Regions from separate parts of the Mus musculus genome. Here region 1 is linked to region 2. A link is a contact called in public HiChIP or PLAC-seq data. All regions are on one chromosome and are shown on one strand. Each heading gives the region's core, a stretch centred on a gene start, on an enhancer-like site or on the middle of the called end of the contact. The rest is flanking DNA. Distances are from core to core; before and after follow the strand shown.

Region 1 (4,852 bases), core at 2,098-4,597, 250 kb before region 2:
TGGCCCCTGCCTCCCCAGCACTGGAATTACAAACACACAGTACCAAACCCAATCCTCTCCCATGGGCTCTGGGGATCCAACTCACATCTTCAGGGTGCAAGGCAAGCACTTAGCTCGTCGAGCCACCTCCTCAGATCTATAATCCCATTCTCAATAATCTCGCTGGGCACGGAGGTACAGGAAAATGGTCTGGATTGTCACGCAGCCCTGCAGCTGCACCTGAGTTCTTCAGCCTAGGACCTCTTTGACTTTGCTAGTCACTTACTTCCGTCAACCACTGTTTCCGCATCTGCCTAGCCGGAACCATCTGCTTAGTAAGAAAGGCCGAGATGGAGCCTACATCAAAAGGTTGGGGACTAGTAAGTACCTGCTTCAACATGCTCCATAAAGTGCCCTCAATGAATCGTTGTTTAGATTGCATTGTAATAAGAGGCTTGTATTATATCATTAATAACAAATGGAATGAAAGCTTATTGAGAAATGTCCAGTGTTTACCATTAGAACTAGAGTGAATATTAGTGTCCTTTTCTTTACTTTCTTACCAAATGATTGGTTCCTATACTTGATTTTTATTCACTGAAGATTAAGAGCCTTGCCAGGCAGTAGTGGTACATGCCATTAATCCCCAGATACAAAGGCAAGAGGATCTCTAAGTTCAAGGCCAGCCTGGTCTACAGAGTGAGCTCTATGACAGCCAGGGCTAAACAGAGGAACCCTGTCTTGAAAAACCATAAAAAAAGAAGAAGAAAAAAAGAAGAGAAAAGAGAGAAGAGAAAAGAAAAGAAAAGAAAAAAAAGAAAAGAAAAAGGAGAGTTTGTGCTAGATGTTTAACCAAACATATAAGTATTTTGAGTCACAGACACCTTAACGGTAGAAAACAGGCATCTCTACTTGCTCAGGCTTCTCTCATTGTAACAACCCCCATTCACTACCACCACAGGCTTTCAAAGCCAGGGTTGTAAGCACAGATTACCTTTCATTACACTGCCCTAATAACAACCCCTTCTTTGACAAGTAATTCAGGGAAGGCTGTGGAAACGGGCAGCATGGTGATGATTAAAGCTTCAACTGTCCTTGACACAAAGAAACAGGGTTTCTGAGTTACAAACAGCAAGACAGGGTAGCTACCAGGCGCCAGGCTATATATAACCCTATGAGGCATTCAACACCCATCGACAGATCATGAGGGTATGCTAAGGGGATATGGTCCTTTACAATCCACAGAGCATGGCAGGTAAGGTCTGGGGACCCACGGACTCGAGGAAGTAGGACATTTGAGATCCCTTAATTCAGGGAGCAGTGCTGGGTTGAGATTCTTATATTGCATGCCATTTGGGATTTGAAGTGTTCACCATAGCACTTGGTAGATGCATGCTTTGCAGCCAACACAATGTTCCTATGGGGTTATCTGGGCTTCTGTTTATAGTGCAGGTTAAAGCTGCAGTGGCCAAGCTACTGTCCTTTGGCCTTGTCATCCACTTTGTCATATCAACCTATATGCCAGTCTCTCCCGGACCTGAGGTGCAACCCTGTAGTAAAGGTGCAGGATGTGACGTCTTGTTTTCTTCCCCCCTGTGACCATAGAGAGGTCTTACATCAGAGTCCCTGGAGACACCAGTCAAGTCTAGCCAATAGGCAGCTGAGAGGCTGAGAGCCAGTGACATAGGACACCTCAGATTAAAGCACTTTGTAGCTGTTGTGACGCCCTCTAGTGGCAATCAGGGACACTTGTACCAGATGACACAATGGAAATCAGCCTGTGTCCCCGAGGAACCCTGGGGACACTGGATGGAGAGCTATGACATCGGTAAGAAAAAAAGCATTCCCACAACCCCCTATTCTACCCACTACACACACACACACACACACACACACACACACACACACACACATGCAGGTATGCACACATGCACACCCTTAAACCGAGAAGTAAATGTTATCTCTTGTTTCTTTTGTCCTGTCTCATTTTGCTACTTGTTCTGGTTACAGAACAAAATTGGACTAATGTCCTCAGGGGTCAGACTGTGACGACTCCCAGCCCCTCATCTGGGTTTTTAACTGGGAGGCTGAAGGTTTTCCCTGCATTAAGAAACAAAGGCAGAAAACAAAAGCACTCGGGGCTTATTATCTCTGCTTCCTGTAGAAATGCCTTCCCTGAATTATCATTTGACATCATGCCAGTTTAGAAGGTTGATGTAGGAACCATTTACTCACAAAGTATTGCTGAGTCTTTTATAAAAAATAAAAACCAAAAACCAAAAACTGGGCATACACCTGCCTTTTGGATTACCTAAGGCCTCATGTAGCCTTCTGCCAAGGTCCAACTCCAAGGCAAATTTCCACCTTTGCAGACGGGCTTTTGCTACCTCAGTTTTGCTCCATGACAATTGCAAGCAACATGGTTTTCCTGAGTGCTTGGACTCTAAGGATTCCTACCAAAATTCAAAGGCTGAATGAGCGAGAGAGTGAGTTTAGACCTGGCAACATCCACTGTGGTACTGTGCAGAACGCCTTTCTTCTCCTTCATTCAGATTCCTTGTGATATTCTTCATCTTTCCAGCCGGAGGAACACAGGCCCTATCACGCCCTACAGAGTCAGGTTCCCCTCTTCATTCGAGTTTCCACAGCTAGGTCCCAGGAGATCAAGCATCGTCAAGTGAGTGTCTTTGGCAGGTGATGTCTGCTCTTTTACAATTGGTGTCTGTGGGAGCTCGGGAGGTCTAGGAGGGATGATGTGAGGAAACCCATCAGGATCAAATCTGGATTGAAGACTAGCTCTGCCCAATTCCCATCACGAGAATCCTCCATTTGGAGACACCCTCTGGTGTCAAGCAAGATACCAGACCATGGAAATAGGCTCACCAGCCCTTGGCTAAGTCTACATTCATTTTTCATATTATAAAAGTAACCCTTGCTTCCAGTGGGAGGAGCGAAGGACAAAGGAAGGGCACAGGAAAAGCTCTAGCTAAACTCTAGCCTGGCACATTCAGGTGCCATACGTGTACATAGGCCAGTGACGTGTATCCCTGGGAGACAAGTGTTTCTTTTTTTAACTGTCCCCTTACAGAAGGAAAACAGGATGCTGTCAAACCACAGAGTCGACGTCACATCACATGGGCAATGAGTGATAGAGACAGATTTGAACCTGGGTCTATCTGACCAAGTTCATTAGGTAACTACAGACATTTGTTTTATTGGATATTTTCTTTATTTACATTTCAAATGTTATCCCCTTTCCTGGTTTCCCCTCAGAAAAACATCTGTCCCCATCCCCTCCCCCCTCCTCCTGCTCACCACCACACCCATTCCTGCTTCCTGGCCCTAGCTTTCCCCACACTCTGGGGCAAAGAGCATTCATAGATCAAAGGGCCTCTCCTTCCATTGATGTCGGACTAGGCCATCCTCTGCTGCATATGCAGCTGGAGCCATGAGTCCCACCATGTGTGCTTTGGTCCCTGGGAGCTCTGGGGGGTACTGGCTAGTTCATATTGTTGTTCGTCCTATGGGGCTACAGACATTTTGCTGGGTTTCTTTTGTTCCAGTTTTAAAATAATTTCTTTACTGATCTAGTAATTAATTAATTAATTAATTAATTTATCTATTTTATGTGCATGGGTGTTTTGCCCACATATATGTCTTTGCACCACATGCATGAATTATGAGCAGTTATGAGCCATTATGTAGGTTCTGGGAATCAAACCTGAGACCTCTGGAAAAGCAGTCAGTGCTCTAAGCCATCTCTCTGACCCTCATGTGTTTCTTTCTGCAGCTTTTTCTACGCATGCCTGTATATACATACCTGTGCACAAATATATATACACACATATATTTATATATATAAATAACTACATATATTGTGTGTATATATGTGTATTTAGTTCAGAATCTTGTACTATGCATATACGTGTATTAGTATAATGATTTTAATGTGGTACATGCATTTTCATAAACTGCTTTTTACATTCAAAATGTAAACTATTAATATATGTTACTTCTCTGAATATCTCTCTTAATTTAGAGTGTGTGTCTGTGTACATATACACACGAACCACACTCACATATTCAGGGAGGTCAGAGGACAACTTGTAGGACTTGGTTCTTCACACATGTGGGTCCCAGGGACTGAACTCAGGCCATCTGGATTGCCAGCAGGCTCCACTAAGCCATCCCACCAGCCCTTCCCTGAATAGTCTTAATGCCCTTCAAAAGTTTAAATTAAGGGGCTGGAGAGATGGGGCATTGATTTAGTAACTAGCATCCACTGCCTGTAACTCCAGCTTCAGGGCATGTATTTACTTCTGGCTTCCATGGCTACCTATGCACTTACACGCACATACCCACACACAGATTTATACATCCTTGAGAATAAAATAAATGTTTTGAAATTTTTCATTTTATCTACACTCCTTCAATTCAATAGATAGCTATACTTAACAGTGAGGAGTACACATCTTATAAAAAAAAAAAAAAGCCCTCCACTTTGTAAAACAAGGAAATGCTTAGAAGACTCAGAGGAAACACAGTGCATAGGAAGGGACTACTATAAAGCAGCCCCGAGTGCAGCCACCACATGCAGCCACAGCCACAGCCACATTCCTGTTCCCTGGTTTGACACCTAGAGCAAGCATCAGCTCTAATGAACATTTGGCAAAATGACATCTCATTTGTGTGTAAAGAAGGAAGCTGATCCCTTCTCCTTTGCCCCCAAATTCCTGCTTTTTTATGAATCTCAGACAAGCTCACATGTAGGGACAGATGAATCTGCAATCAGAAAATGGGTCTGCATATCACCAATGGTGATATGTGGGGAAGTCTGGGCCAGGCAGCGCGACTGTACGATTCTGCCCAAGGC
Region 2 (4,967 bases), core at 1,453-3,952:
ACCTCAGATCAACTGTCCTCCATGTGTGGTACGCCTAGGAAGAGCTCCCTCCATCCTCCATAATTGCACAAAACAGCACAGAAATAATATGTGAGCTATCACTCTGAACCCTGTATGTTTTGAATAAACTACATCATCTACACTTTTCAAAACATGGCAACGAAGCTGGTTTCAGTCCATTTGACAAATAAGGAAACTGTAACACAGAATGAATTGACTTGCATACATTTATGGGATAAGTAAGTGTCGGAGGAAAGCTAGAGTCCAGACGGACTGTCAGAATATAGTCCATAGGGCAAATCTGGCCCTCAGCCTGGCTGTATAAATAAAGTTTTATTAGAACACAGCATCCACGTATAAATTTTCTATGCTGCTTCCATGTTGTAATAGCAGAACAGCATTTCAACAAGGACTACAGCGCTCACAGAGCTATAAGTTGGGTTTTTTATTTGTTTGTTTTTTTGGTTTTTTGTTTTTTGTTTTGTTTTTTTACCACCTAGCCTTTTGACAAGAAAGGCCATGCAGTAGCCCCATGTGGATTCCAACTAGACTACAGTCCTCCACTGGAGAAAGCTGGCTCCCTCACAGGCTCTCTGCGCAGTCTCACGCCTGGGCAACTGTTCAGATCAGATGCATGCAGCCTTGGAACCTCCTTTCCCGAATACACGACTGCCCTTATTGTCTGGACAATGCGAATGTCCAGAATGACAGAGCAGACTGTCTCCGGGGGGCTTGCTAGACAGCTCTGTCCACAAGGCACGAGGGAACTGCATGCCGCCTTCCATGTTTCCGTCTATTTTGAGAGTTTGATGTACGTAACAGAAAGCAGAAAGAGAGGCAAAAAGGCACAAGGATGGAAGGGGAGACCTTGAGATCGTGGAGCCATCCTTGACTGACCATGCAGGTAGAGCTGAGGGCAGCTCCGGGTGGAAGCTCTTTCTAGCCACAAGAGAAACTGGAGTCTCAACACCATCGCCACAAGTGCACTCCCGTGACCTGCCACCAGGGCACAAAGAGAGCTGGTCTGGCAGGCTTGTTTCACTAGGCCAGAGGGCAAGGACCAAAGGCCTTAGAGGGGTGATTCCTGTCAAGATACACGTGTAAAAACTGTTACCATTTTGAAATACATTCTTAACCATTTATGTTTATTACTAACTATTACTAACGTCATCTTTGTGTGTGTGTTTTTTTCTCCTTTAAAGCCGGCAGATAGCCTGGTATGATACATGCCCTCATTTCAGAAAGCAGAGGTCAGTGGATCTCTGTGAGCTCAGTAAGAGCTGGGCCTACACAGTGAGATGCTGTCTTGAAAATGAGAATAAGAGCAGGAAACAAACAAACCCCCTAAAGCCAAGTAAATAAAACCCCATGCCCCACCCACACCCATACCCAACAACCAACCCACACCCCCCTTTTGAGAAACTGACTCACTATTATTATTCTTATTCATTTTTATTCTGCTATACTCTGAGACAGGGACCCTAGTGTGATCATCATTACAGAGGCTTCACCCAGCAACTCAGGGAAACAGATGCATAGACCCGCAGCCAAACATTAGGCTTGGGGAATCCTGCAGAAGAGAGGAAAGATTGTAGGAGACAGCAGGGCCAGGACACCACAAGAAAACCCACAGAAATCAACTAACCTAGGCTTACGGGGGCTGACAGAGGCTGGCCCGACAATCAGTGAGGCAGCGGAGGTCTACGTCCTCTGCATACATGTTACGGTTGTGTGGCTGGCTCTTCGTATGAGACTCCTAAGCGTGGTGGCCATGACTCGCTCTTACTCTTTTGTCCGCCCTTAATAAAAGCAGAAGAGGCTGGTTTTGCTGCAACTTGACAAGCTATGCTTGGTTGATATCCTTGGGAGGCCCGCCCTTTCCTGAAGAGAAATGGAGGAGGAGAGGGTGGGGGTAAGGGGGGGGGGACTGGGAAGGGAGGGGGGAGGGGAAACTGCATTTAGGGTGTAATAAATGAGAAAAGAATAAATAAAACAACCAAAAAGTGTTGTGCTGGAGGAGCCGAGGGGGATGGCAACCCCATAGGAAGAACGACATCAGCTACCTGGACCACCCAGAGCTCCCGGTAACTAAACCACCAACCAAAGAGTACACATGACTCCAGATAGAGACGTAGCAGAGGATGGCCTTATCTGACATCAATGGGAGGGGAGGCCCTTGGTCCTATGGAGGCTTGATGCCCCAGGGTCAGAGGATGCTAGGGCAGTGAGGCTGGGGTAGGGTGGGTGGGTGGAGGAGCTCCCTCATAGAAGCAGGGGGAGGAGGGTCAGGATGGGGGGGGTTGTGGAGGGGTAACCGAAAAGGGGGCTATCATTTGAAATGTAAACGAATAAAATGATTAATAAAAAAAGAAACTGATACTGTTTCAAAAACAAACAAAAAATAAATAAGTGTTTAAGACCACCCAGAAGGGCACGTCCAGTTGAGTTTTCACTCTAATCCCCTTGCTAGAAAGGACAAAAAAGAGAGGAAAAGAAATTTTAGAGAGAGAGAGAGAGAGAAGGAGACGAGGAAAATAAAGCAAGGGGAAGGAGGGAGGGGGTTTGGGAGGGATTCTATATACAACATCCTTCTTACTCAGTTTTGTTTTACTTAACTTTGAGTTGTAAATCCCTTGTGGGATGAGACTTGTGGTATTTTATAATTCTTGTTCTATTTTTAAAATACAGACGTGTGGTTCTCTGTACCAAACCAGCCTGACAGACAGTGAGCTGTGGCCACTGTGTGATACCGGGCGCTGCCTGGGACTTGGAGAATTATCAGCATCGTTTTGACTCAGTGGCTGCTTGGTCCTATAAATCCAAACATACCCAAACGAGTCCAGGATTTCTCAATATACGATATCGCTGGTTTTCAATGATGTTAAAACCAAAAGGAGGAGGATGGGACAGGAGCCCAGGCGCTGAGCACCTCCTGTATCCTAAGAAAGGGACACACAGGCCACCCTTGAGCTGGAGCTGTGGCAAAGAGTCTGGGCCCACACAGCACACATGTGAACTTCTCATGACCCTCAAGTACACTCACATGATATATCACACACACCATAAAACAGCCTTGTAATTACAGGGAAAAATTGATTTTAAAGGGCCTATATCAAAATTAATAGTCATAAAAATATAATAACCCATGTCAGAGAATTTAAGGACCAAAGAATTTTTTAACATTATATCTCAGACTTATAAATGTTATATATAGCATTCACAAAGGCCTTTTTAAAAATAGAATAACTAATGCATTAGGGATTTATTATATAATCTCAATATTTTAAAAATAAGTATTAATATCCTCCCCTCTCCCCATGCTCAGGCCTAAAATCGATAAGTTCATCTCAAATCATTAAAGCCCTGATTCCAGGGCACATGCTCTGCATCCTGGACTTAAAGGATAAAGTGCTTGCATCAGCCAGAAGAGGAGGCAGTCACACGTGTGCCTGCAAGACGCAACACAAGGGAGGGCTTTTCCCAGGGGAGCAACCAGTAAGAAGCTCCAAGGAGAAGAAACTTTTAGAATATTTGGGTGAAACTAGAGTATATCCTGGAATGAAAACTAAGCCAGCAGAAGCAAATATTTTAAATTCCTGGTTCAATTCCACTCCAGAAGATGAAACCCACAGCTGGTACTATTATTGGACTAAAAACCTCTGGCTAGACAGTTCACAGGCCCTCGAGAAACTTACTAGTATTATTCTGCTAAATGGACATGGTATTAAAATAACTAACTCCTAATGAGTCATCAATATGCTACACCTATAGATTAACGTGCTTCTCGGTCCTCATCAGGGAAACTTCTGCCTGTAGTAGATGGTGACTAATACAGAGTCATGCAACTGTCAGAGTATAGAGACCATGAAACAACAGAACTATCAGCCCTACAGGGAATATATACGCACCCTCATGCCTTTCAAAGTTAAGGGTATGAGAGCTACAGGCCAATGTGAGAGCCACAGGCCCATGATAACTATGAGGCAGCAGTAGCTGCTGGACCTAGGATGGAACTACACATACAAACTCACAGAAGCTGTGATAGCGGGGGGGGGGGGGGGGGGGAAGGGGGGGCTGGAGCGATGGCTCAGTGGTTAAGAGCACTGACCACTCTTCCAGAGGACCTGGATTCAGTTTCTAGTGACCCCATGATGTCTCATAACTGTCTGTCATCCACCTCCAAGTGATCTGATGCCCTCACACATACATGCAGGCAAAACACCAATGCACATAAAATAAAAACGAATCATTTTTAAAAGGGGGAATTGGGATAACGAGTGCAGGGCCTGGGCAAACCCAAATCGGATGAATTCCTAGCGTGAAGGGAGGAGCTAAGGACCTGGGCATGGCCTCTCACCCGGAGAGGTGGAGTGTTGGCATTGGTTGTGGAAGGAGGAGTCGGTTTCTCTAAGAGTGCAGCCTCTGGTGGAAGGCCACTAATCCAAGAATATTTGGGCAGTGCAAACTGGATTGGATGACATTTCTCTTTTGTTGTTTTACCAAAAGGCACACGTTGGATTGACGGTGAAGGGTGGGTGCATCTGAAGAGCACTGGGGGAGTGGGGCGGGTAGTGAATATGATCAAAACGCATTGTAGGGAATTCTCAAGGAATTGATAACTTTTTTTTAGATAAAATAAAGTCTTGATTAAACTGCCATGATACATATATGCGATGAAACCCACTGATAGGGACAGAACCAAACATAAGGTAGATAACACATTTAAAATGTCCTCAAGTACCTAAAGTCAGCAATAATATACTTCACACTGAAAAACTCGTGAAAGGAATCGATGTCACATTGAGTCTTTTTTTTTAACAATTAAAATACAAGAAATTCAATTCATGGCTACTGTAATTGGAAAAGAAAACTGTCTAGAATGGAGGTGAACAAAGTGGTGTGGCTGTGATATGTTGGGAAGAAACAGCGGGTTTTAGTGATGTTTTCAAGACATTTCAGATGGATGG

The links. HiChIP or PLAC-seq counts read pairs in DNA pulled down with a chosen protein or histone mark.
Region 1: a CTCF HiChIP or PLAC-seq map of pro-B cells shows a contact between it and region 2, with 3 times the contacts expected there. The contact joins two enhancer-like sites. A contact is called at or near these places in 1 of 15 datasets of contacts at CTCF or cohesin (pro-B cells), 2 of 484 Hi-C or Micro-C datasets (muscle stem cells and nephron progenitors) and 1 of 9 other capture datasets (embryonic stem cells).

Annotation. Positions count from the first base shown.
Region 1 is chr8:114,800,131-114,804,982 of GRCm38.p6, reverse strand. All of the region lies in intron 8 of Wwox (WW domain-containing oxidoreductase), which reads right to left. Among named protein-coding and RNA genes, the nearest start is that of Gm16118, 94 kb to the right of the region's middle. Within about 2 kb of position 3,347, at least 38 of the 459 cell types and tissues checked have an H3K27ac peak or open chromatin away from gene starts, as enhancers often do. A contact at or near this core is called in pro-B cells, where this site is marked.
Region 2 is chr8:114,546,281-114,551,247 of GRCm38.p6, reverse strand. The region is part of intron 5 of Wwox (WW domain-containing oxidoreductase); the gene reads right to left. Among named protein-coding and RNA genes, the nearest start is that of Gm16116, 48 kb to the left of the region's middle. Within about 2 kb of position 2,702, at least 10 of the 459 cell types and tissues checked have an H3K27ac peak or open chromatin away from gene starts, as enhancers often do. A contact at or near this core is called in pro-B cells, where this site is marked.